7 separate regions of the Mus musculus genome follow, and regions 1, 2, 4, 5, 6 and 7 are each linked to region 3. A link is a contact called in public HiCAR-type and promoter capture Hi-C data. All regions are on one chromosome and are shown on one strand. The core of a region is the stretch at or near the end of the contact, and the rest is flanking DNA. Distances in the headings are between cores, read along the strand shown.

Evidence for each region. Promoter capture Hi-C pulls out the DNA fragments that hold promoters and counts their contacts. HiCAR-type assays count read pairs that join an accessible place to other places.
Region 1: a promoter capture Hi-C map of pre-B cells shows a contact between it and region 3, with 8 times the contacts expected there. The contact joins the promoter of Tmf1 here to the promoter of Slc25a26 in region 3. A contact is called at or near these places in 9 of 39 promoter capture datasets (the 3T3-L1 cell line, the C10 cell line, cranial neural crest and 4 more) and 2 of 115 datasets of contacts at active chromatin or transcription factors (astrocytes and pro-B cells).
Region 2: a contact with region 3 is called in a promoter capture Hi-C map of second pharyngeal arch cranial neural crest, with 13 times the contacts expected there. The contact joins the promoter of Tafa4 here to the promoter of Slc25a26 in region 3. A contact is called at or near these places in 9 of 39 promoter capture datasets (the 3T3-L1 cell line, cranial neural crest, embryonic stem cells and 5 more) and 1 of 115 datasets of contacts at active chromatin or transcription factors (embryonic forebrain).
Region 4: a promoter capture Hi-C map of pre-B cells shows a contact between it and region 3, with 5 times the contacts expected there. The contact joins the promoter of Nr2c2 here to the promoter of Slc25a26 in region 3. A contact is called at or near these places in 2 of 39 promoter capture datasets (liver and pre-B cells) and 1 of 9 other capture datasets (liver).
Region 5: a promoter capture Hi-C map of liver shows a contact between it and region 3, with 8 times the contacts expected there. The contact joins the promoter of Mrps25 here to the promoter of Slc25a26 in region 3. A contact is called at or near these places in 2 of 39 promoter capture datasets (both in liver).
Region 6: a contact with region 3 is called in a HiCAR-type map of astrocytes, with 8 times the contacts expected there. The contact joins the promoter of Eogt here to the promoter of Slc25a26 in region 3. A contact is called at or near these places in 7 of 39 promoter capture datasets (3T3-L1-derived adipocytes, cranial neural crest, frontonasal cranial neural crest and 3 more), 3 of 115 datasets of contacts at active chromatin or transcription factors (astrocytes, embryonic forebrain and stem cell-derived neural progenitor cells) and 2 of 9 other capture datasets (adipose tissue and liver).
Region 7: a contact with region 3 is called in a promoter capture Hi-C map of liver, with 6 times the contacts expected there. The contact joins the promoter of Rbsn here to the promoter of Slc25a26 in region 3. A contact is called at or near these places in 4 of 39 promoter capture datasets (hippocampal neurons, liver and pre-B cells), 1 of 484 Hi-C or Micro-C datasets (regulatory T cells), 1 of 115 datasets of contacts at active chromatin or transcription factors (large pre-B cells) and 2 of 9 other capture datasets (adipose tissue and liver).

Annotation. Positions count from the first base shown.
Region 1 is chr6:97,177,072-97,180,592 of GRCm38.p6, reverse strand. It overlaps Tmf1 (TATA element modulatory factor 1), which reads left to right and starts at 1,469. Exons shown (of 17, transcript NM_001081111.2): 1 at 1,469-1,711. The coding sequence starts at 1,570.
Region 2 is chr6:97,058,799-97,062,253 of GRCm38.p6, reverse strand. Tafa4 (TAFA chemokine like family member 4) reads left to right here and starts at 1,843. Exons shown (of 6, transcript NM_177233.5): 1 at 1,843-2,123.
Region 3 is chr6:94,498,729-94,502,688 of GRCm38.p6, reverse strand. Slc25a26 (solute carrier family 25 (mitochondrial carrier, phosphate carrier), member 26) reads right to left here and starts at 2,375. Exons shown (of 10, transcript NM_026255.5): 1 at 2,232-2,375. The coding sequence starts at 2,264.
Region 4 is chr6:92,090,630-92,094,434 of GRCm38.p6, reverse strand. It overlaps Nr2c2 (nuclear receptor subfamily 2, group C, member 2), which reads right to left and starts at 2,002. Exons shown (of 15, transcript NM_001347342.1): 1 at 1,621-2,002.
Region 5 is chr6:92,181,724-92,185,406 of GRCm38.p6, reverse strand. Mrps25 (mitochondrial ribosomal protein S25) reads left to right here and starts at 1,384. Exons shown (of 4, transcript NM_025578.4): 1 at 1,384-1,567. The coding sequence starts at 1,434.
Region 6 is chr6:97,147,102-97,151,044 of GRCm38.p6, reverse strand. Eogt (EGF domain-specific O-linked N-acetylglucosamine (GlcNAc) transferase) reads left to right here and starts at 2,159. Exons shown (of 18, transcript NM_175313.5): 1 at 2,159-2,213; 2 at 2,787-3,168; 3 at 3,594-3,650.
Region 7 is chr6:92,212,816-92,216,336 of GRCm38.p6, reverse strand. It overlaps Rbsn (rabenosyn, RAB effector), which reads left to right and starts at 1,467. Exons shown (of 12, transcript NM_030081.3): 1 at 1,467-1,626.

The DNA of each region.
Region 1 (3,521 bases), core at 220-2,719, 2.7 Mb before region 3:
CATCCCTATTAGAAGAGGTGAGAGGGATGTGGGAGGAAGATTAGACAATGGAGTGCTGTACCTGTACCCAGGGAACAAAAGGATTGACTGCAGACTTGAAGCTAGGAGAAGCATGGTGCATTCTCCATGAAGATTTCAGAGGGAGGACAGCTCCAGTGAACAACTTCAGACTTCTGGCTCCAAACCACAAAAGCATTTCTGTCATTTTAAGCCATCCTGTTAGTAGTTCTGGTAGTCCTAGGGAATGTTTTGGGGGATAAAATTACATTTCCCCTTTCCCTTCCGTCCCTCTAAACTTTTTCATAGACCTCTATTGCTCTCTCTCAAATTAAGTCTCTTTTATTAACTGTTAAGTATATAAGTGTGTATACATATGCGTTCTCAAATGCATTAATTAGTACAACCCTCAGTCTGTATGATGATTTCGGGGCTGCTCATTTGGTAGTGTGTAACCTTCCCAGGGGAAGATTTACCCCATTCCTAGCTTCGGCATTCCTTAAGTACCCGTGGTTCTTTGTGTAGGGTAGGAGTCTCTTTTCACAAAGGGCTAATGCTTGAATTAAATTTAGCCTTTAAATGCTGGTAGAAAATTTTTCTTTAGCATTATTAGAACCAAACCAAACAGCTGCTGACTGGACAAGGAAGGCCATCGACTTTAAATTTTCTCCCATGACCAAGTGTGGGAAAGAGAGCATACAAGCTGTATCTTTTAGGCAGTGTGCACAGTATGTACTGATGGGTTAATATTTTATTGCTTGCCAAGTGGCTTAACCCATCCAAACCGCTGTTACAAACTGCCATAAAGTGGCTGGCTCATAGGCTACAGAAACTTGATTTTTACTGTTCTTGTGACTGGGAGGTCCAAGACGAGCACAGCTGATGAGAGCCATCTATTTCTAGTTCATGGCTGGCGTGACCTTGGTATGTTATGCTTGAGAGGGCGTAGGCACCTCTTAATAGGGCATTCATCTCTTTCCCGTGGGTGTCACAGTCATCTCGTGACCCAGAAAGTTCCTTAAAGCCCCACCTCTTAACATAGGAGTGTGCTGATGAACGCCATTCAGATGACAGAATTAGGTTGAGAGGGAGGTGGTTTCATCTGTTAATGTTCCAGGACCTGGGGACCGTGCCCATCAAGTCAGGCATAGACATCCAGGCCAGGCGAGAACTGGCCAACTACTTTTTGAGTACCAAGATTAATAAGTGTGAGGCCTAGCCGCCGGGATTATAGCGAGGCACACGCGGCTCTGGTCGCTCCCGGAGGTCTGGGCCTCGGCGCAGATCGCGTCCCTCAGTTGAGAACGGCCATGAAGCCCAGAGGCGGCTGGTAACTAAGGGCTCCGCTCCGCTCCCGGATGTGGCTTCACGCTACCGCCTCCGTCCTTCCGTCTGGGCGGAACTCGGCTCCCGGATCTGGTGGTTGTGTACGTGGAAGGGCGGCGCATGCGCGGCGGGGCCCGGCTCAGCTGTGCGGAAGGCTCGCAGCGCCGCGCGGCCGCGGGAGGCGGTGGGGCCGGGGCCGCCGCTGAGGCCGCCGGAGCCGGCCGGAGCCGGCGCTGAGGAGGGGCCATGAGCTGGTTCAATGCCTCGCAGTTGTCCAGCTTCGCCAAGCAGGCCCTGTCCCAGGCCCAGAAGTCCATCGACAGGGTCCTGGACATCCAGGAGGAGGAGCCGAGCGCCTGGGCCGAGGCCATCCCGTACGGCGAGCCGGGTAAGCGGGTCCCGGGGTGTCGCGCCTGCCTGCCTGCCTGCTGTCGGACCCCAGTCCCGCACGCCTCGGCCCCGGTGCGGGTCCTGCTGACCTCAGGTGTCAGCTCGAGCTCTGGTCCTGGCCCCAGGCCCCTGACTACAGAGTCAGGAGCACAGCCCCAGATCCCCAATTGCTAGGCGTCTTCCGCCTTGGCGCCCTAGGTCCGAGCCTTGTAAATCCCCAGTCCCGGAGCCCCGCGGGAAGCGTTTAAGGAACACAAAAGACTTTGTTTACAAAAAGTTCACCGTCTCAAAACAACCCGAGTCAGGGATGGTAGACCCCGTGTTCTACAGAGGAGCTAACCGAAACTCAGAATGCATAACTTTCTCCAGGTGAGGCACAGTCTGTACGGGGCAGAGTCCCAAGAGAATTTGTGCTCCAAGAGTTCCCAACTGTAGCCCTTTTTGCAGCACCAGATCTTTCAGATGAACTGAAATTACTCTTTCCAGGATTATTCGGTTGCTTGTGTCTTTACGTCTAAGGGAGTCTGGAGCACTTTTCGTGTGTAGCAACAGACACTGGGGCAAACCTTTGGATGAAAGTTAACTGTGGTTTCTGGTTTTAGATGTACATTGTTGAAAACTCGGGACCTAAGTTGAATCATTGATAACGTAGTTTATGTATGACTGTAGATATATCGTGATCTTATTTCATTCTCTGTGGCACCTTGCTATTGGGAAGCTCGCCTTTTTGTGGTTGGACCCCAGAGCTGGAGTTACTAAACTTAAGATCAGATGTTTCAAATAAAAAGATACTCATTATCCCCCGCCCCGGGCGAAATCTGAGACATGGATAGTGCTGTATAATTTATTTTAGAGGGCAGGTTGTCTGAAATGGAATATGCTTTCTTGAATGCTATTTTCATTGATCATCTGTTGTGTTTTAGATTACAAAACAACATGGGTCTGAAGAATAGGAATAGTTTAAGTGGATGTGTGGTTACTATAATTTTGTACCACATTTTTCAAGAGGCAAAGTTAAACCCTGGTATCCGTGAGGATGCTAATTAGCTACCTCGAAGACCTAATCTTGCCTTAAGCTTTGTTTTCTGGTTTCACACACTGAACAAATAAATGTAAAACTCTGTTCCCAGTTCAGTTTCCCCAACACTCTTCATTCCTCATAGCTGTGGAATCACGTTAAGAGGCAGATTTTATTAAAGGGCTTCTTGAGTTGTTTTTTTTTTTTTTTTCTTCCTCAGGAAGTCTGTGTACCCTTTCCATAAGCTTCTAATTGCAGAGTTTTGGTAATTTTGCTATCTTAAAAAATGTGGAAAAAATAATTTGGGGTTTAAGAGAGGGGAACTTGCAGACTGGTCATTAAGTACATAAAAGTGAATTCATTCACTAGAACTCACTGTTCTCATCAGTTTAATTATGATTTTTGAAAAAGACTGTCTCTATTATCTCAGGTTAAGTTTTGAGCATTGCTGTCTGTTTAGTTTATAATGTTACAAGAATAAAATGAGCGTGTGGCTGGATAGTGCTGTGACTGCATGTGCCTGTTAGTGAAGATTTGAACTGTCTTTGTGAGATGAGCCATGTGCCTGGGATTTCACACTGGCTGTACAGCCTTGATCACTACTTTAAGCATGTATTCCGAGGGGCTAGCATACTTGCTTTGGCCTGGCAAAACCAAGTCTGGTCTTGTACTTGTTCCTGAGACTCTCATAGGTTGGCCCACACTGGTTTTATTCTTTAACGCCCAAAGTTAACCTGGAAACTAATAAAGTGATGCTGTAAGGAAAGAGTCTAACTTTTCCGAGTTACAG
Region 2 (3,455 bases), core at 594-3,093, 2.6 Mb before region 3:
CTGTTTAGATGTTTGTTTGGTAGACCTTCTGTCCTTTAGATCTTGGCTGTCACCATGTCAGTGACTTTACCAGGGCAGACAATCTGAATTATGGACACCGCCATAATTCCTGTGCTCATTCTATAATCTTTTAATACATATTTTGCTCTGAATTTGCCTCTTTTGTACATTGGTTGAATTGCTTGGTGCCCAACCTTCCCTGTAACTATAGACAGAAGTCACGCCTGCTGGGTTGGTCACAGCATCCCAAAGCCTGGCACATAGCATTTGATGACATGGCATTTGATAAGCAGCTGGATGAAGAAATAATTGGAACTCCTTTAGCTCCCTCCTCCCATTACTTACCTTTCTGTGGTGCTGATTTGGCCGTATAGCTCAGTTCATAGGGGGCATTCTGCCTCTGTCAACTGCTGCATTCGGCATATCACATCATTGGACATTTACCAGGATGTCCTTTAACTGTACCATCATAGGAACAGGCACGCTCGCAAGGGTTGCTCATGGTTGAAAACCCTTAGGTTGGTGACAATTTAATAGCGTGACTGACTTTGCAAGGCCCCAATTTTGATAACAAAAGAGCCAGGGATTGTCACTGTTTTGCAATCAGGGAAATAATGTGGTGTGGCTTGTGTGTGTGGCAGGAGGCGTGGGAAACAAGGGCAGTGGCCTGGATGAGACCAAGCAGCAGGGAGAGAAAGTGGATATATGTGGATGCGTCTGCGGTAGATGGCTCATCATTTTAATTCAATGAAAAATAAAAGGACTGGGGGTGGGGTGGGGGGAGCTGTTAGCCAGTGGCAGAGGACAGCACGGTGACAGAGAATGGTGGTTTTCAAACTGCATGCATATAACAACCACATGGGGACTTTGAGTTTAAATGAAAATTCTGGTTCTAGGGTGGAGCCTGAAAGTCCAAAATTCTAGCCTGGTCTCAGAGAGAAGGCACGTGCTTGCTAACCGGGGTCAAATATAAGCGGTACTACTACTAATTAACTCCACAATTGTGAGCAAATTATTTAGCCTCTCTGAGCCTTAGTTTTCTCATCTATACAATGGCGGTCAGATGAGAGAAGATACTGTTTAAATGCCGCTGATTGTTGGTTACTTCTGTGAGGGAAGAGGGAAAAGCGATTGGATGGGGCTGGAAACAAGGTAGAGGTAAGGCATCAAAGAACTGGATTTTAGAGACAGGATTCAGGCTAACGGTAAACGCGCTATGTCGTCTAGATGACCTTGAACTTCTGATCCTCCTGCTAGGGTCACAGACTGCATCACTGCATCTAGTTTTATGTAGTGCTAGTGCTGGTCTCTGGCATGCTTAGGCAATGAGTCCCATTAAAACAGGTTTGTTTGTTTGTTTGTTTGTTTTTGTTTTAGAAAATCATTTAGCTATTAACCTGTGTGTCAAGTTTTCTCTTTTTCTCACGCAAAGACATTACGCATGCAGCCAGACTGCTTTTGCACACGTTAGAAGATGCCTGCTTGCAGTCTGTAGTGGGACCTCTGTGGAGGAAATGGTTTCAACTGGGAGCGGAACCCCAAATTCTCCTACCGTTTGCAGGGCTTAACTTGGCTCTCAGGTGTTCAGAAGAATCAACACCTTTCCTCCAGCACCTGCGGAGTAGTGGCCACAGCGAGGCGCTCGCTTAGGAGAGGCGCACACAGCAGTACGGTAGGGAGGTGAGGGAAGAGGGGTGGAGGGGGGGTGGGGCTCAGAGGACAGGCCCACGTGGACTGCGGGGTTTGACAAGGGCGCCAGCAATCGGGCAGTCTGGCCAATCAGCGCTGTCAGCGGCCAGCCGGGCTCCTCCTGGTCAGCTAGCTCTGGGCTGGTTTCTGCACTGCTAGCCTGGAGCCACCCTGGACGGGGCGCACTTGCTGGGCGCGCAGGGCTGTCTGCACCCTCTGGGATCTGGCTGGGACAATGTTTCTTCTTTAAGACACGGCGCTTCCCACGGTAGCTTTGGCTTCTCTTTGCAGCAGCACCGGAACTTTCCCCACTTTCGGCCGTACTAAGAGGGTGATGGGCGCAAGTCGCCAGCTGAGCATCCTTTGGTTTCAGTGCTGTGATCGGCGCTTCACTCTGGACTCCCGGATCTGACTCGGCTGCTCTTTCTAGTCTAGTAAGAATGGGCTCTGGGGTAGAGCTGGCGGGAGAAGGGGTTAGAGCAGCCTTGAACCTTATGCTTAAGCATGGTCTCCGCGAGAAGAGTGGCCTTTGGGGCTAATTTCAGTTTCACTAGTCTCGGTGTAGCTAGCCCTAGTCACTCCAGCATTTAGCAGGGAGCAGGGGGAAGTACTTGAATCAGCCGCGTGCATCCTAAAGTTAGAAGAGACACTGAGAAGGATACGACGTGCAGCTAGGGGTTATGAGTAGGGACGGCGGGCAGCAGCCACTTCCAATTTGGGAGTTCAGACTCTGGAGCCCTACTGGTGCTGAGGCAGCCACTTGATGAACTGGGGTGAGCAGTCTCAGGGCGAACACCCCAAGAGCTGGAGCTTCTGTCTGGCCACTGAGGTCTCATCCTTTTGCATCCGAGCAGGGGTCCTTACAAGTATCAGCAGGAGGAAGTAGGTGGGCTGGTTCCTGGACCTCCGACAGCTTGGGCTGACTGGGAGCGCAGGTGGTTAACAGGGAAGGGTCTTAGAGTTCTGGTGAGGCATCTCGGCTTTGTCCACCAAAGCTGCAAGCGCCTCAAAATTTATTTCCCTCTTGCTTCAGTTACATGGCCACTTGTCTCGCACCGCACCGCAGGGCGTCTTTAACCCAAGCTTGTCCTTGGAGAATTGGAAATAGAAAGCTTTATAGCCTGCACCTGGGAAGGCAGCCCAAGCCACAAGCTTCTTGCTAGTGTGTTAGTGTGTTTTTTCCCTTGAACGCTGAGTTATGAATCAGCCAGAAATATGCATATGTACAAGTTCACAGACTCTTGGAGTAGCAGCCATGTGCCAACCCCCACCGGGACTGAAGTATCCCTTTTGGTGAAGCGTACTGATCCCAGAACTCTTTTTGCTTTTAACTTTTTAATGCCCTTCCCTCCGAGAAGAGCAAAGTTAATAAGATGTGACAGGCAAAAATCCCTGCTTGGAGGCGGCCTCAGTGGGAGAGGGGGTATTTCCATTGAGTCCTTAGTCTGATATTTCCTGTAATCCTTGATACGGGGATAGCCCATCTGCTGACTCAGGCAACCAAACCTGTGCACATCAGTGACTAAGCTTCGTCAAAACATCTTTGCTACAAGCAAGCAAACAACAAACCAGCAACAAAACCCCAATATAATTTAGGAATGGCAGTCTGACAATGTAGTTAGTGTTGTTGACCGCTTGGCTATTTAGGAACAGACGTTTGATTTGCTTTGAAGAATTCTACAACCGATTCTTGGATGAGGCACATTTCTGCTAACTTGAGAGTCACAAGTCAGGGGTGCAAGCCCACGTCCTCTGGGTTGGAAATA
Region 3 (3,960 bases), core at 1,126-3,625:
TGATAAGTAGGAGTATTATTACTGCTTTTTATTGCTTGGTTTATAAGGAACACTGCAGCATAAGTCAAAGCCATTCAACATGAATATGCCTAGTCCTTCAAAACTTCTTCAATCCACTGGCTGCAGCTGACAGGCACTAGGTAAAGAATAACTGAGAGCGTGCCCTCATCGGCCCTTGCTTCTCCTCTCCATTGGCAACCTGTACACTTGCACAAAACGTGGAGCGCCATTCACTCCAACTATGATGAACTACTATGGTTCCCAAACATGTCCAGAACTTTCTCCTTCTCTGCTTTAGCTTAGGTTTTTCTCGAAATCTGGAATGGCCTTCTTACCACCTAATTCTCCCCCCTTTAAACCCCACAGACACACATATCCCTGCCAAAAATCCCATCTGCTGGTTTGACAGCAACCAAATGCTATTCCTCATAGAGCTATCCCCAACCTTCCAGTTAAGAATAAAAGGCTACCTCCTCTATTCCTCTCATAACTATATTTATATATTCCTTTATACTACCAATCATGTGTGGTAATGCAAGAGTCTTCGGAGTACAAGTCAGGTCAGTCACCTTCAACTTGTCTAACAACTAACCCAGCATCTCTGACACTGCAGGGTTTCCCAATCAACCATAAGATGATAACATTTCTAGGCGTTCGTTCCCCCAATCACAGTGGTACTTATACCCTGGGACACTTCTCTAAAAGCCAATTCATCATCGCCTCCTAACAGGAGGGCTGTAGGATTCAATCTGTTCAACGAGGCTGCTCTTAAGAATGAAAAGGTGGCTGTCGAATTGGGCTTGAGTATTCTTCCATTCCTTCAGAAATTCTCTCAGGTTAAATTATGGCCTCAGAGCACAGGTCTGTTATCAGACAGAGCTAGCTGGCATGAGCTCACTTCTTGGGAGAGCCTTGGATCTTCTTAGAAAACGATTTCATTTCTATTTCTTCATGTACAAAATGGGGGAAAGAGCACCTGTGCTTTCAGAGCTTTGGAGAAGTAAATAACAGTAAATGAAAATTAAATACAATGAAATGAGCCTGGGTGCGATGTGCTATGTGCTTGTGCTCGTGCACATATGTGTGTGTGTGTGTGTGTGTGTGTGTGTGTGTGTGTGTGTGCAGCCCAACCTTGAGTCAGAAGTCTTTCTCATTGTCTCTCCTCTTTCTTCACTGAAGCAAAGGATCTAGAGATCACTAAAGGTTAGTCTAGCTCACCAGCTTGCTCCAGGGATCCCTTGTCTCCACCTTCTGAGCACCGGAATTACACATGGGCCACCAGACCCACCCAACATTTCCCAGGGTTCTGGGAACTGAACTACAGATGCTATAACTACTGAGCCATCTCCCCAAACACAAATGAATCTCATATATTTAGGATGCCTGGCCCATAACCTGTTATCACCTCTTCCCATAATGTCCTGAACCTAGTCCACCTGTCACTTACCCGAGCAGTCACTTCTGTACTGTCTCCTACATCTAACTCTTATGGGCAGGTTTCTCTTGTTCAACACTCTATCTCCAACCCTTCCATCAGAGCAGTAGCTAGTTCTGTAAACAAATGCCCCTGGGCTTCTATTTGCCCTTAGCAGGAGCATTTTAAAAATGAAGGTATTTCTTGTCTGCTTCTGTTCACTCTTCCAGAATAAAATCAAAGTTAACCAGTCTCTCTTACATCTGCTAAATCTATTATCTCCTGCTAGACCTGCTGTTATAGGCCCCTCAAAAAGCACTGGTTCTCATAAATCGACAGAATTAGCCAATAAACCATCGACTCCACAACACCACTACTTATGCTCAGTATTTCTTCAAAGCCTAAACGTGGAGAAAAATGAGCAGATTACTAGGAACTAAATGTGTAGAAACTTCAAAAAGACAAGCTAGTATCTTGGATGGATGGGTCGTAAGTGTTTTCCTGAATAGTGTGTATTTGCATGTTTAATTCCCAAGTTCAGGTGAATATGGTGTACAAGGGAAGTCTTAATTTACTGAAGCCTTCAGTAAATAAGACAATGTGTCAAGCATACCTCATCTCTAAAAGCCCATCAGAAGCCACCAAGCCTTGAGAACAGACTTCCCAGACGTCTCTAGGCTTGGTCCTAGATCTAGCAGCCAGTGACCTGAGGACAGACCGACCACTGCTTAAACCCGGAAGAAAGCGGCAGTGCAGAGAAGCCGCCACAGCTCCCACGCAGCCTGCACCCAGCAGCCCACCCCTACCCGGTACTCACCACCAGCGAGGCCGTGAAGCCCGGCGCGTCCATGGTCTCCCAACGCCGCCAAGGTTAAAAATCACAAGCTGGGCAAAAGCAGGTGCTGACTTAAAGAGCTGGGCGCCGCCATGTTGGGGCGGGATATGGAGCAACTACTTCCGGGGCAGAACTCGTGACGTCACACCACAACAAAAGCACGTGCGTCGCTCGGTGCTGGTCGCTGAGCCTTTCCTGGAGGACCCTGGGGTTTGGAGCTTCTCCGGCTTCCTGTCCTTCAGCAGCCGGCTCCGGAGGCGCTAGGCAAGAGCCTCGCACAAGCCTGTGGCCCCGGATGGGATCTACGAAAGACCCCGGAGGAGAGACCAGAGCTGGCAGGACTGGGACCAGGCGGCACTGCCTGTACCTGAAGGCCAGCCCTGTGGTTTCCTACTCACAATCCAAGTCCGTTATTCCTTCGCTTTATCTGTGCAGGCTGGCTGGATTTCTGTTGATCCAATTCCAGAAAGAAAGAAAAAAAATGTTAAACAAAAATACGTTTTTATTACCAAAAAAAAAAAAAAAGTATTCTCCATTTGTACTGACGTTTATTTCTCTTTAAATTAATGTACTTAAAGTAGGAGAGTGATCACTAGAGACTACGAAGGGAAGAAGGATGGAGGTAGCTGCTATCAAAATACAATTAGTTAGGGCCAGTGAGATAGCTTAGTAGGTAAAGGCGCTTGCCTCCAATTCTGGAGGTGACAACTAACAAATTCCTATTAGATAGGGCGAGTGAGATGGTTCTGCAGGTAAAAGCTCTTGCCACCAACCCTGCAACCTGAGTTCACTCCCTGGGACCCATAGGGTGAAAGAGACAACCAGTTCCCACAAGCTGTCTCCCAATGTCTGTGGACATACCTAATATTTATTGTATATCATATATTTTGCATATTATATTTTATTACATATTAATATGTTGATAGTGAAATAAATAGAATTTAATACTTAAAAAAATACAGCTTAATAGTGAGTGTAACTCAATGGTAGAATATGTGTTTACCTAGCAGGGCCCTCGTGTAGATGGAGGAAGACAGGAAGAATAAGTACCATTGCTCTGCAGGACAGTAGGATTGCTAGTTTACAATTTACTTACGTGTGTGTGTGTGTGTGTGTGTGTGTGTGTATTTCAGTTGGTATTTGAGTTTCACTGTAGCCTATGATAGGCTAGAACTGGCAATGTAGTTATGTAGTTCTGGTGACCTCAAACTCATAACAATTGTCCTGCCTCTGCCTCCCAAATGTTGGAATTACAGATGTGAGCCATTACACTTGGATAATAATTTGGGTTTTCTTTCTAGGGTCTTGAACATGCAAGGGCAGTATAGATGTAGCCACAAAGGCTACATATATAGTTCCACCTACCTAGTCACTGTTATATATTTTTATAGAGAACTAAAAGAAAATAGAAAATTTCAAAGATGACCCACAAAGAAATGATATTTAAGGAATTATACATGCTAATGGCTGACTTAGCCATTTCACATCGTGTGGGTGTATTGAATTATCACCCACTACCCTAATAAATTTGTACAATCACTGTGTCAGTAAAAAATAAAGTGGCATAAAAAAATGACTTGCTTTGATAGTTGATTATTCATCTTGCTCACTGTGAAGGCAACGTGTGCTCTTGGATGAACATGTCATTAACTATTTAGCAAGTTTCTTGGAGTAGACTTGTCTTCCCATTTACTGGACAATACCTTCTAAC
Region 4 (3,805 bases), core at 753-3,252, 2.4 Mb after region 3:
TAACACAGGAAATCACTAGAGGCCAGGGTTAAAAGGCCAACCTAGACAACTTCTCAAACAAAACAACAGAACTAAACAAAAAAACCCTCAAAAAGTCCTAGAATTCCTCTTATAAAGGGAAGAGACTGTTGACACAGACCTTACTCCCAATCCCAACACAGAATTCTCATTATGTAGCCCTGGCTGGCCTAGAACTCTTGTGTGTGATAAAGTCTTGTGCCAACCACCATACTTGGATGGTCTCTTAAAAGTTTGATTGACTACAGACTGACAAGGATTTCGATACAAAATAACTGGAGAAAACTGCAGCTTCAGATTGATAGCTGTGTCTCCAATTAGAACGCCCTTTTGTGGTTGAACAGCCTTGAACCTGTGATTAGGCTATTCTTGCTGTTATCAGAAACTAAAGGTATCAGGGCACTTTCTCACCCATGTGCCTGAAAGAAGGGTCTGCATCCTTAAAAGATCTGATATCATTACAATATCAACTGTATTGTGATTTTAAAATTTCCAGCTTTTGGAAAGAGAAAACCCAAAAGGAAGAGCCATCATGCTTTGGGAGTGGGAAAGGGGGTTGTCACTTTATTTCATGAAGATTCTATCACCTCATAAATATTCAGGAAAACTTTAAAATCCACAGTGTAGAACTCACTGGGCTGCAAGTCACTTTGGGACAGCTTATTCCAATCTCTTTTTGGAAATGTTTGCTTGGCTTAACTTACACTGTCTCTTGAGATATCCAAAGAAAGAATTAAAACTGAGACTGCTCATATTATTAAAAAGGTATTGTTTGATTTCAAATATTTTATTTTGGATACCGGATCTTATAGCCCAGGCTGGCCTAAAACTCTATGTAGCCAAGAATGACACTGAAACTTCTGATCTGCCTCCACCGCCCCAGTAACTGGGATTACAGATATGCAGCACTACATAAGTTTATGCAGTGCTAAGGATGAAACTTGATTTCCTACATGCTAGCCAGCCCTTCCTACTATGTTATATGCACAAATATTTTAGTCATCAGACTTTCCAATGGAAGCTAACATTATATTTTGTAAAGTTTGTTTTCCACTTTGATAAATGAGATTTTCAGTAGCTTCATAGCATCAATCAATTTTATCTCTGGGAAAGATAAATATGTTAAAAGAATGCCTACTGAAGTCCAATTCAAATTCCCTGCTTAGTATAATGGACATTTTATTGCTGGGCATGCTATCCCAACTGTCAAGTTCGGGTAAAAATGCACCAATTAAATATGCAGCACTTAGCTATCAATAGTATCAGCAACAATTTACTCAACAAAAAGTGTGGGAAAATCTTCCCTTCCCATCTTCAAGCTTGCTATCCAGAACCCAGCTCTTTTCCTGAAATCTATTCAAACATTCAGTGAAGCCTGACTTCCTCACCATCCAATTAAATTAATGCCCTCACGATTCCTTCAGCACATCATCCAGTTTCTTCCATTCTCTGACCATTCTCTGAGCCTTTGTATCCCCTCGGCATCCAAAATTCTGGGGGGAGAATGGCTCCTTGCCCAGGTCAGTTGAATCTCTGGAAGTAGTGTCCTAGTGTCTAAAGCTACGCACAACTGTGTTTAATGAAAGTAGGAAAGAGAATCACCTCACAAGTTTTCCACTCCAGTTGGTTCCTTATATATTTCCACATCACCATTTTGGGACTAGGGATGTTACTCAATGGCAGGGCCGTCCCCAGCACCACAATAAGACGAAAAAACTAACACCACCATTTGCAAATTACTTTTGAGGCTGGCAGAGTAGCTTGGACTCCATTTTCAGAGAACAGTCCCTCAAACAATGCTGAGGAGAGAGGCGAGGCTTGGCAAGAACGTCTGGTGTCCCAATTTCATGGACTGAAATTGAGCCCGCCAGAGGGGCTCCGTCCAGAGTCGTGAGGAAAGCGCGAACCCCGGAGAGCCTCCAAGTGCCGACGAACTCTTCCCTTCTGGCCGCGCCATGGGTTCAAAAAGCATCACCAGCTTCCCAGCCCGAGACCCACCAAGTTCCTCAGAGGCTGGCCCGCCCGGCCTCACACCCCGCACTAGCGGCCCCCGGGACCTCCCTCTCCCACCTGGACCAACCAGCACAGCCCCGGGGGCGGTGCCGCAGGCCGTGGCCCTCCTATAAGGGGGAACGATTGGCCAGCCCGGCCGTCACTCAGGAGGTCGTGCCCTGCCCACGCCTCCCTCCCTCCCCTTCCACCCTCCTAGTCCGGAAAAACGGCGGTTGGGCCAGGGTGGCAGCCAACGGCAGGCGGGGAGTGCTGGGGTGAGGAGCGGGGAACACAGGAAGAAGCGGGCAGGCCGGGCGCGCGCCGAGGGGAGCCTGGCCGGCGCCGCGGGGACAAGATGGCGGCGCTGGCGGAGGGCCAGGCGTGAGGCGGGGCCGCGGACAGTCCCCCTCTCCGCCCCCGCGGCGCGCGGCCGGCCCGGTCAGGACAGCGGCTCGCCGGGCTCGGCCGCGGGAGGGGAGGGGAGTGGAAGAGAGGGGAGGGAAGGGTGCGGCCCGGCCCACTATGCAAAGCGCCCGCTGCTGCCGCCGCCACCGCCCCGTGGCAAAGGTAAAAGGCCGCGTTCAGCCTCCGCGGCCTCCATGGCGGCGCAGGCCTGCCCTCCTCCGCCGTGCCGCGCTGCGCCGCGCCGCGCCGCGGCTTGGCCCGGCGGGCTTGCTCTTACCTCAGGGTCGGGCGCCACCACAACCGCGGAGCAGATCCCGTGTCTGCGGCCGGCGCCCCCGGCTAGGAGGGCAGGGCGCGGGCCGGGCAGGCGCCGGAGGGCAGGAGCCCGGGGGCTCGGGCGGCCGGGACGCCGCGGCGGGCCGGTGCGGAGCGGGGCGGCGGGCTGGGCCCTGGCACCGCCGGGGTCGCGGAGGGACCGCGCTTTGTTATTGTTTTTGTCAGTGAAAGGTCAGAGTTCGTGACCCCGGTGCCGCTGCCGCCGCCGCCCGCGCGCTGGGAGGAGGAGGGCGAATGTTCCTCTTCCTCTTCCCGGCGCCAGCCTCACCGCGGCGGCGGGGGGCGGGCGAGCACGCGATTGGCTGAGCGCGCGCGCGCACCGGAACGCCGCCGCTGCCGCTGCGGCCGCCGCCGGAGCTGAGGCCCGCAGGCCTGGGCCGGGCAGGTGCGGCCGATCCCGTAGGCACCGCTTGCAGGCTGGAGAAGCGGGCCCTTGCCTGGCGCCGCGCCGAGATGTTGCAAGCGAGCGGTGTCCTGGGAGTGCACTGAGCTCCCGGTACCTTCCTTGGGATGGATGGTAGCTTTCTGTTTTAAAGCTCCGAGGATGTGCATGCCTCTGGCCGGACCAGGCAAGTGTGCAGATGCCCCAGGCCCATTTTTAAAACAGGTGCTTAGCCTTGGAGCCCAGACTTGTGCAGTCCCGTGCCCCTCTCCTTCGCGATTTGAGAAAAGCAGCTTTGGCACGCACTGATTGCATTCTGAAAAGCCTCCGGGTTATACTTCTTCATTGGGCTTGGGAAGGTGCCGCCGTTTCCCTCTGAGTGTCTGCCTGCAATGTTCACCCACTCCCCTTGATCACCGAGCTGTGTAGATTGGATATACTCTACCATCTAATTACACACACACACACACACCTCTTGCTCATTAGAAATAAATGCTTCAAGATTTTTGCAGTAGACATTTAGGCTTACAATAGGGTGACTCTAACAATGCCCATAGTCTTAATCGACTTTCTATTTTGTGGCAAGTGTTTTAAACACAGTCCCCTCCCCTTCCTGTCTCCTGGGAAAGTGGGGGGGGGGGGGCAGGGATGTATCTCTGTGCCCTACAGACC
Region 5 (3,683 bases), core at 135-2,634, 2.3 Mb after region 3:
CCAGTAAGTAACACCATTGTGGGGCTCACAGTGTGATTAGATACCCTGCAGCCGCCTGCTGCACTCTCAAGGGTATGCTCTAGAAGCTTACCTTCCTCTTCAGACATGTAGTTATAGCTGAAGCTTATTAGTGATGTGTTCACATATATGCAGGCAAAACACTCATACATAGGGGCTGGAGAGATGGCTCAGTGGTTTAGAGCACTGACTGTTCTTCCAGAGGTCCTGAGTTCAATTCCCAGAACCCACATAGTGGCTCACAACCATCTGTAATGGAATCCGATGCCCTCTTCTGGTGTGTCTGAAGACAGCTACAGTGTACTCATAAATAAAATTAATAAATCTTTTAAAAAATATAGACATAAAGTAAAAAAAAAAAAACTAAAACAATTTACAATTTGGTAGCTGGGGAGATGGCTCGGTGGGTAAGAGTACTTGAGGGTCTGAGTTCTGATCCCAGGATCCATGTAAAAATCTAGGTGAGATCATCTGTGCCTGTAACCCCAGAAGTGTGGGTTACAATCCCAATTGCTGGAGCTTACTAAGAGAACAGAAACACAGCAGGACACTTTTCCCCCAGCCTTCATGTGTGCACAGGACATGTCTAGAATTGTTGGATTATTTGAGCAGAGGAAAGAACACTTAAGTTTTGAAAAAAAAATACTAGAATAAAAGATTAACAGATGAAAAATGCTCTAATGGGCTTATCAGTAGACAGTTCATCTATGAAGCCTGGGAAGTCAGTTGAAAATTTACATAATTACAAAGGGAAAAAATCTTGAGAATCCTATAGAAAAATTAATTTCAGCCATAAACAGCGATTAAAAATTACAGTGGGGCTGGAAAAATGGCTTAGCAGTTCAGTGCACTTGCTGCTCTTTTAGAGGTCCCACATGGCAGTTCACAGCTCTGTAAGGTCAATTTCAGGGGACCCAACGCCCTCTTCCAGCCTCTGCGGGCACTGCGTGTATGTGGTGCACAGCCACAACACACAAGCAAAACAGTAAGGTAAAAATAAATCCTAAAAAAAAAAATGCAGCGCAGAGTGACATGTTGATTGTTGACTTGTCATATCTGTCACAACCACTCTTAACAAGCGAACGACCCCCTCCTCTAAGCAGAGTCCTTTGAGGCAGACCCTGACGCGCCAGAGCAAGCCACTCTTTCCTCCTTTGCAAATAAGTTTTCCCTTTGAATCAACAGCGACTTTTCCGTCAAGCTCTTCACTTCAGAACTGGAGATCTTGGGAGAAGATAATTGGTTTCTGTGAAGACAAAAACGACAGGTTGATTCCCAACGCTGAGGCGGCTGCGAGCCCGGGCCCAAACTACGAGTCCCAGGCTGCCCCGCGGCCGCGCTGGCCGCCGGGAAGTGCCTCCCAAGATTCCCGGAGCCGCGCTGGTCCGCGGCTTGAGGAGTTCCTGACTTCCACCATGCCGATGAAGGGTCGCTTCCCGATCCGCCGTACGCTGCAGTACCTGGGTCGCGGGGACGTGGTATTCAAGGAGTCTGTGAAGATCATGACCGTGAACTACAACACGTATGGGGAACTGGGCGAAGGCGCCAGGTCAGTGTGGGTCACAGCCCTCGGGGTTCAGTGAAAGAAGCTGAGGCAGTGGAGGGCATCCCGACTGATCCCCGATAGAAACCCGAGTGCTCCTCCACCGGAGGGATGGGTTGCGGCTGGAAGGCTGGCCCCTTGTGCGAGGCTGTGGCGCGGGGAACGCCTTGGGAGCGGAGTAGTAAGTTTCCGCACCTGTGCACAGCATGGCTTGCTGCTGCTTAGGACACTTGATGAATGAAAGGTTTCATTGACCCGTTTATCATCTCTGAGCAATGCTTTGGACCCTTCCGAACTTACTGCACATTTATTGAGCGCCCAAAACGCTGGGTTCAGTACTGGGATTTTCCACAGTACGGGATAAACATGACTGTAGATAGAAGTGGATTTGTAGAACGGATCAGAAAGAGAGAAGAGAATAATTTTCAAGGTGGAGAGTGGCCCCTGTGGCAAAGACCTTGACTTCATGAGAGCCAGAAGCCGCCTTCAAGCCATTTTCTCTGGTCAAGTTGACCCCCAAGACCTAAGATTTGCTAGCCTGGGATCTGCTGGGGTGAGGGCTCTCTGGAACCCTCTCGGTGGACCAGAGGGTTCGGGCTCTACTCCCCACTTGTCAGGAGTTTATGCATATGCAAAGGCCTCTTAACTAGTTGTATGACCTTGGGATCACACAAGTTCTCTCAACTTCTGACAGCATTTTTCCTAGGCGGAACACCACAACATCAGTGTGTTGGTGGTGGTGTGGGGTTGCTGGAGAATAAAGTGCCTGGCAGAGTGCAACAGGTGCTGACCTTGTGCCCATTTGATCCAGTAGGTGCATCTATATCTATCTGGTTTGTGGGCACAAGGCTCTGTGCTTTGGGATGGGAAGACAGAGACTTGCTGACAAGTTCTGCCTTCAAGCTTTTGGGTGGTGTGCTGTGGAGCTTTCAGGGCAGTGTTTCCTCCCCAGAAGCAGTTCTTTCACTTTTTCAAGTTTTGTGTTGATGTAATTACTTAAAGGTCTCCACCCCACCCGACCCTGTGTTTGTGTATGTGTGGATACATTAGCATTCAACCAAAGATAATGTTTCTAAGGAGCTGGCTGACTTGGTTTCTTTTTGAAATAGGGTCTCTCAGCCTGGGCTTCATGGATTCAGCTAGGCTGGTCAGTAAGCCTGGAGCCAGCAAGCAAGGGCTCACACCTGGCCTTTTACCTCTCTCTCTCTCTCTCTCTCTCTCTCTCTCTGTCTGTCTGTCTCTCTCTGTGTGTGTGTGTTTTGTATGTCATGAGAGTTTATTTACACCATATGTGTGCAGGTGCCCATGAAGCCAGAGGGTGTTGGATTCTCTGGCACTGGAGTTACAAGTGGTTGTGAGGCACTTGATGTGGGTACTGGGAACTGAACTCAGGTCCTCTGGAAGAACAGTAAGCACTCTTAATTGCTGGGCCATTTCTCCAACCTCAAGTAAAATCTTCCTTAAGTTTTAATTGAGATAGGGTCTCACGGTGTGCCTAGCTGGCCTGGAACTCCTTTATAAACCAGGCTAGCTTCCAGCTAACAACAGATCTTCTTGCTTATCTCTGCTTCCTGACTACTGAGTTTAAAGATGTGTGACACCACACCTGGCTTGCTTGTAAAAATGTATATGTGAGTGTTTTACCTCCATGTATGTATGTGCACCACATTGGTGCCTGGTGTCCATGGGATTAGAGTTACAGATGGTTATGAGCCACCATATGGGTGCTGGGAACTGAACCTGAGTCCTCTGCAAAAGCAACAAGTTCTCTTAACCACTGAGCCATCTCTATAACCCCCTACCTGTTTGTTTGTTTTTTAAGTGGATCCCGGAGCTCAGAGTCTGGTTGTCTTGCATGTATAATAAGCTCCTTAGTGATTGAGCCATCTCAATAGCACCCTTTTGACGTATTAGACCCTGCGGAAGAGGAGTATGGTTCTCATGGCCGTTGCCTCTGCCTGTACACACATCTGCATCCTGTTCAGCCTATCCTCCCTCGAAGGTCACTTCTGAACAGTCAGAACATGAGTTCTCTGATAATTTAAACACTGTGAAGACTCATTTTCTGTGACTTCAAGCCAAAGGGGAACGTGTGATTAATTTTCCTTCTTGGCTTTAACAA
Region 6 (3,943 bases), core at 910-3,409, 2.6 Mb before region 3:
TGCCAGGTGGCTTGCCTTTAATCCCAGCAGGCAGATCTTTGAGTTTGAGACCTTCTTGGTCTACAGAGTGAGTTCCAGGACAGTCAGGCTACACAGAGAAGTCCTGTCTTAAAAGATCATTTTGAAGAGTCAGAATTTAAATTTTTTATAATGATATATTTTGAGGAAATTGGAAATAGCTATTACAGTAATACAGAACTCAGTCTCATTTTAAAATTCCATTTCTTGCTTCCTATGAGTCTCAATAACTCCTTAATATATGTTAGTACCTGAAAGAGCCCCATGTAGATAGCATGCCAGTGTGATTAGTTTATTTTTGCCATTAGGTTAATCTGTGTTTAGCAAACATTTCACCTACTTCATGTACTTGGTTTTAACTGTATATCATTGCACCTCAAGCTCCTTTTAAAGTTGATTCAAAATAGCCATAATTACATGTTTTGCTGTAATGGGAAGCTGCATTTCCTGAAAAACAACGAAACCGGTAGAGTACCAACTAAGCTGAAACAAACAGTCTCCTAAAGTTGTGCTGTGGTCACGTCACACAAGCGCCCTGGTTCCATCGCCTTTGCCAGGCTTACTAGTGTGGTTAGTGGCTGAGTTAAGAGCACTGGTACTCTTTCAGAGGACTGAGTTCAAGTCCTAGTACACACATAGCAGCTAATAACTGTAACTCCGGTTCCAGAGATCTGATGCCCTCTTCTGGCCGTGTGTGCATACACGCACAAAATACCTATACATAAAAATTTTAAAATGCATTTTAAAAACTACTGTAATGTTCTTTTGTTCTTTAATGTGTGTTTGGCACATGTAAATGACATGCTAACACAATACATACTGAACAGGATATATATTAAACAAATTATATACATATTAAACACATACACATATAAAACACAGCTGGTCTGGAACTTGCGACATAGATCAGGCTGGCCTCAAACTTACAGAGATCCATTTGCCTTTGCCTTCCAAGTGCTAGCTAGGATTAAAGAAAGGCCTTCCCTAAAGTGCCCAGCCCATGTGTATGTTGTATGTTACTGGGGATTGAACCTGGGGTCGTGCACATGTTAGGATAGCACTCATCTCCGTGGTCACTAAGTTGTCTGGGTGTCTTGAACTTCCTTTTATTTTTTATTTTTTTTAAATTTTTTCCATGACTCAGCCTGTGGAGTAGCTGGAACAGCAGGCCTGTACCACCAGTTCTGGTTTCAGTTCTCATAGTAGCTTCTTAAAATTTATAAGACATGTAAGCCTTGTGAACTGAATGCATCTGAGCATGTTTATTTTGACACCATTAATATAAGCTGGGTCCTTTTTTTCATTTATTAGTATTGTATAGGAAGGTGTGAGTATCCAGGAGGTCAGAGAACGAGGTCAGGGAGTGGGTTCTCCCCTTTCGTGGTAGGATCCTAGGATTCAACGTGGGTCGTCAGGCTTGCTCCCACAAGCGCTTTGAAAACTCTAAGCCACCTGTCAGCCCTTGAACCCTTTAATCATAATTTAATGGCTGTCTCCCCCATGCTCCAGAAGGCATGCTGGAACTGCAAGGTGTCAAGAATGGAAGAGAATGGGAGATATGCATACACGTAATCATCACCTAAACAAGCAGTTAGAAATCATCATGAAATAGCAAAAACGTAAAAATTAAACAAGAGTAGCCATTGGACTTGGACACTTCATGGACAGGTACAATTCCCTGGAATCTACAGTATTTTCACTACCCACCAGAGAGTGTCCCACTACATCCAGTCTCATTTGAAAATCAGGGCAGCAACTTCTGCTCAGAATGGGAAAGCAATAAAATTACAACCCTGAGTGATATGTAAACAGTCCCGTAGTCTGCCTGCCTACTCTCTGGTGCTGGAGACCTGCCAAGCGCCTGGAGGAGCAGCCAGGGACTTGCACCCCGGTGTCCCACGTCCCGGAGGGGATGTAGGCGGGTGTCCCCAGTGGATCAGGCTGTGGGTCACAGGGTGTCCGTAACCTTGGCTGATGGGTGTCCAAGAGTGCCTTCCAGACTCTGGTCGCTGGGTGTGGTCAAGGCATTCCGGTCCGCCCTTGAGCCCCGGGCCAAGGTGTCGCGGCAGCTCCCGGGCGCCCCCTGGCCCGGCTTGGGCGCCGGAGGTTTCCGGTTCGCGGCTGCCGGCGGTGACGTCTCGTTACTCCCAAGCTGCCGCCACTGCCGCCGCCGCCGCTCCCTAGTCAAGCTGCAGGTGGGCCCCGCGCCTTCCCCGCCTGTTCCTGGCCGGCGCCTGCACCCCCGTGGGCCCGCAGCCTGACTCTGGGACTCTGATCCCAGCCCGCGGCCTTCAGCTGGTTACCAGGAGTTGATCGGTGGCTGTAGGCTAGGGAGATGCCCAGCCAGGCCTGCCCTGTTGCCTCGATCCCCATGCTGGGGCGGAGTGGCTTCTCCAGGCACACCTGGGAGCCGAGCGTCTCCTAAGACAGCTGCTTCCCCAAGCACCCGGGGCAGGGTTGGCTGCTGCCGGGCGCGAGGGGCTGACTCCGCTACACAGGGGAGGGGTTGACGTTCCGCAGACAACCGGAGGATCGCCACAGCAGGATTGCCACTTCGGCGCCTCAGGCAGCCGAGCTCTGTCTGAGCTCTGTCTGCTTGCCTACCTTGGGACTTGATAGTCTTTGAGTCCCAGATGCACTTCATCTGTCCGCTGCTGGCTCTGTTGCCCAGCAATGCCCTAAGCCATTCATGTGGTAGTCCTAGTAACCCCAGCTCTCATGGTTTACGGCGTTCAGATTTTTACCTTTTTTTCCTCTTCTCTTTTTAGGTCCGTGAAAATCCAATCAAGCCACACACGAGTGGAGCGCGATTGACCGTTTTGTGCAAAAAGACGCGGTAGCCTAACCTACTAAAGCTTTCATCCCTGCCAAGTCTTGCCAGAGAACTCAACTCCGGGAAGGCTTTCTGCCAGGCCCTGAAGTTGTACTTTCATGCACCACAGGGAACCATCACCCAGCATATGCAAGTGGGTACATGCCCTCCCTTGCAAAAGCCAACTTTCTGATCTGCTCCTTTAGATTTTCCCCACGGCCAAGGGTTACTTTTTTCCATGAATGGTCAAGTTTTGTTAACCGGCAGAACGCATTGCAGAGCTGTGGATTTGGATACCCGAAATTTAGGACCTAGTGCTCCAAGCCGCGACCTAGAAGGTTAGTCCAAGGGCTGGGTGGCCTGTTGTGATCCTGAGGTTGGCACTGGTCCAGGCAGCCCCGGGAATCAGAGAACAGGATTACTGCAATGAGAACCAGGAACAGGCTTTGGTCCTAGGAATGTTTTCTCTGCTAATTATCCTGTTGGTCTGGATTGAGTGATGTGGTGTGAAGCGGGCTACCTCCTTCCTGCTCACCACTAGTGTCTGCTCCGTGGGTTACTATGTCCAGGGGACCCTGGGCTCTGACTTTGCTTTGAGAGACTTAGTAGTGTTCATTCACTGAGGAGAATCACGCATCTTCATCTCCGGGCTTCTGGCTAGGGATTTGCTGGTCATTTTTCTCTCTACGTTGTTCCTTTATATTAAAATAGTAACTAGTCTCTTGTGGCATGCTCTTAAGGTAACGTACTTTATTTTTCTCAGGTTTTAGGCTAGCCAAAGCATCAGCAGCTTCCGGAGGGGATTCTGAGGACTAAAAAGGTCAGTATTTTCATTATTAAGCAGTTATTGTTTTTTATCAATATGCATTTTTTTTCCAGAGGCAGGGTTTCTCTGTGTATCCCTGGCTGTCCTGGGACTCACAACTGCCTGGCACTCAGTATGTATTTTTTATTAGATATTTTCTTTATTTACATTTCAAGTTTTACCCCCTTTTCTCATTTCCCCTCTAAAAACCTCCCTATCCCATCCTCCCTCCCCCTGCTCACTAACCCACCATGCATTTTTTTAATTTTATAAAATTGCTAGTAATTTACTGTTAGATCAAGGCCCCT
Region 7 (3,521 bases), core at 218-2,717, 2.3 Mb after region 3:
TTCTGGTTCCAAAGACCTGCATCTTCCCTGAAGCTCCCACTTCTGGGGCCCAGGTTACTGCAGTCTAGATGGTGTGCTGGCTATAAAGCAAACAGACCTCAATAACAGATGGGTCTGTCTCTGTACCCTGTGGTTGTTGCATGGTACAGCTAGGTTCAGACATGACTGATCTGCCATACTGTCTTTTGTAAATTGCAGGGGCTATTCCTGGTTGTCAACTTGACTATATCTGGATGAACTACAATCCAGAATTGGGAGGCTCACCAGTGATCCTAATCTGGAGGCTGAGATAGAAGTTTCTGACCTGAATCTTGGCATGGAGATCTTGAGGCACAGTGGCTATGAATTCCAGAAGATTAAGACAGGAAGATCTCCAAGTCAAGGTTATCTGGGATTAAAGGTGTGGTGGCAGACACCTTTAATCTGGGCCACACCTTTTGCTGGAGACCTATATAAGGACATTGGAAGAAGGAAGATTGACACTCTCTTCTTCAACTGCTTGCCTTGTGGGACTGAGTGACTGCTAGATCCTTGGACTTCCATTCACAGCTGCTGCTGACCATTGTTGGGAATTGGACTACAGACTGTAAGTCATCCACCAATTCCCTTACTATATAGACTATAGAGTTCTGTGACTCTAGAGAACCCTGACTCATACATAAATGCCACTTATTTTGCAGAGATCTAGCTACCCTCATACTTTTTTATGCTTTTTTGAGATGGAGTTTCATGTATCCCAGTATGGCCTTGAACTTGCTATGTAATTGAAAATTAACTTAAATTTTTGGTCCTCCTGCCTCCATCCTTAGAGTATTGGTGTTACAGGCATGGGTGTGTGGTGGAAATTGAGTCCCAACCAGGATCAATTGAGCCAACTTCCAATCCCTGACACGACTCCTCAACGTCTCTACTTTCTTTGGCTCAATTTCCACGTCTTTCTGTCTCCTCAATGTGCTGAACATAACTTAGTCTCTCGCACTCAGAAACTTTTTTTTAACAACAACAACAAAAAAGTAAAAAAACAAAATTTTGTATGTGTGTTTTGCCTGCATGTCTGTGCACCACATGTGCAGTGCCCATGGACTCCAGAAGAGAGCATATAGGTAGCAGACAAGCAGTTTTTCAAACCTGGGTCCTTTGGAAGAACAACCGCTGTATTAAGGCATTTATGCAAAAATCTCAGAAACTTTTTAACGGTCTCTAAATAATGTTAGCGCTGCAGGCACATTATTTAAGAGCCAAAGTCTCAGTTTCCCCACCTATAGGGTGAGTGAAGGGCGAGTGTAGGGTTTCACATCGATGTGTTGCTAGGACCTGAGAGAACTTCGCAGTTTACCTCCTCCTACTGGGCCCGCCCCGTTGCGGCAGCGCCTGCGCAGCATCCTCTTCCAGGTTCAGTGCGCTCGAGGACTCGGCGCTCGACCGCCGCGTGTCAGTCTGTCTTCCGGTTTCTGCCCGGCGCGCCTGTCGAGCGCCGAGCCACTGATGGCGATGGCTGCCACTGGTCTCTGAGGAACCTCGTAGGCCGGCAGTCAGAACCCGAGGTGGAAAGGCAGGCTGCCGACTGCCTGTCGGAAGCCGCAGGGAGTGAGAAAGGGTGTCGCAGAGAGCGCGGCGGTGGCTGAGGTGGGTGTGACGTGTGGTTTGAGATGACGATGCGGTCGGGAGATGAGGCTTTGCGGGCCTCGGCGCCGCGCGGGTCTCTGCCCGCGCCGTGACGTGTTGCGTGATGTCCCGCAGAGTCGCGTCCCGCGGGTGCGCGTGGCCGTGCGGATCTCTACAGAGCCCCCCGGCTGGGTTTTTCAATCCAGTCTGGAGGCGAGAGTTTGCACAACTGGCCTTCTGGTTGCGGCATCAATTGCGGTGGTTTGTGGTGGCACCTAATTAAGTGACTTTATGTTAAGGTCCCCCACTTCATTCGCGGAACCCTATTATCCCGCTCTCCGAGTTCTCGTGGTGATGGCGAAAATCCCAGGCTCTCCTTCCCGGCTGCTGTCTTGTGTTAGTCACTTCACTTGTGTATAGGCTATGGCACCCCAGGCAGCTGCTGTGAAGGCATCCTGGAGGGAGCCTGCCTTGAGTAAGGGGCGTTTCTCCAGGGTGAGAACTGAGCTGCGATGTGTGGCCAGGGTGCACGGGGACGACTTCTGTTTGACTTTTTCTTCAGGATGAGTTGCAGGCGGGGAGGAGGCAGCTGTCACACCCAGAGGATCCTGTCAGCCACTGGCTGGGGAGAGAACCGGTCGGACCTGAGGCTGGCTGTTTAAGTGATGCCTCAGATGCTTTCCGGGATGGGTCTGCATGTGTGTAGTCTCTCGATTTATTTATTTAATCTCAAGACAAGGGTCTCACTATGTATCTATGTCTGGCCTGGAACTTGACATGTAAACCAGGCTGGCCTCAAACTCACAGGTATCTGTCTGCTTCTGCCTCCCACGCCTGTCAAATTTCTTAATTAAAGGAAATAACAGGCACCTAGCGTCCTGTTTAATTTATTTTCTGAGTTGCTGTCACCCTTCACCTTTGAGGACCAGATGGTACCCTCCTCTGTGCCCTCTGCAGCACACCACAATTCTAGCTACACAAACTCCCACTCTGTGCTGTGATATGTGGCCTCTAAAGTCTTGGAAACAGATTTCTTTGCTTCTGTGAAATGATTTTATCCTTGTTCTCAATGGTTAGGAGTCTTTCAGGGTCACATCAACAGTGACTTTGCTGTAGTCCAATAAGACAGAAAATGTAAGTTATTAAGCCCTGAAATGTTTAAGTATCAGATTTTTCTGTTGAAGGGCAGAGAACATCAGACCTGCTGCCCCACTGTTCTAATTTATAAAATCTAGTAAACACATCAACTCACTGTAAATGCAAAATATAATTTTCACTAATTTTATCCATCCATTCATCTAAACTAAGCGACAGTTTGCTATGTTGGCCAAACTGGTTTTGAAATCATAGATTCAAGTGAGGATCTTCTGCCTCAGACTTTTCAAAGTGCTGGAACATATTATCAAGCTGCACTGATAAGTTTCTTCTTTTTTAAAATCTTAATTTAAAGATACATTTATTTTGTGTGAAGGGGCTAGAGGACAGGCGTGTGTGGAAGCCAGAGGATAACTTTCAGAAGTGTATTCTCTCCTTCCACTTTTATGTAGTTCTGGTGATCAAACTCAGGGTAGGTGGCAAGTGCCTTTACACTGAGCCATCTCTCTGGCTCTTGATTTTTTTTTTTAAATACTTCTCTTTAAAGAAAAGTTGAAAGGCTTATTGTTTGTATTTGTTATTTTTTCTTTTTGGTGTTTAAAAAAATGACATTAACTTGTTAAAATATTTTGTGTGTGTGTATGATGTGTGCACACTCTGGTGTGGTATATATATATATATATATACATATATATATATATATATATATACACATATATATATACATATATATATACATACGTACATATATATATATATATACATATGTACATATATATATATATGTGTGTGTGTGTGTGTGTGTGTGTGTGTATGATGTG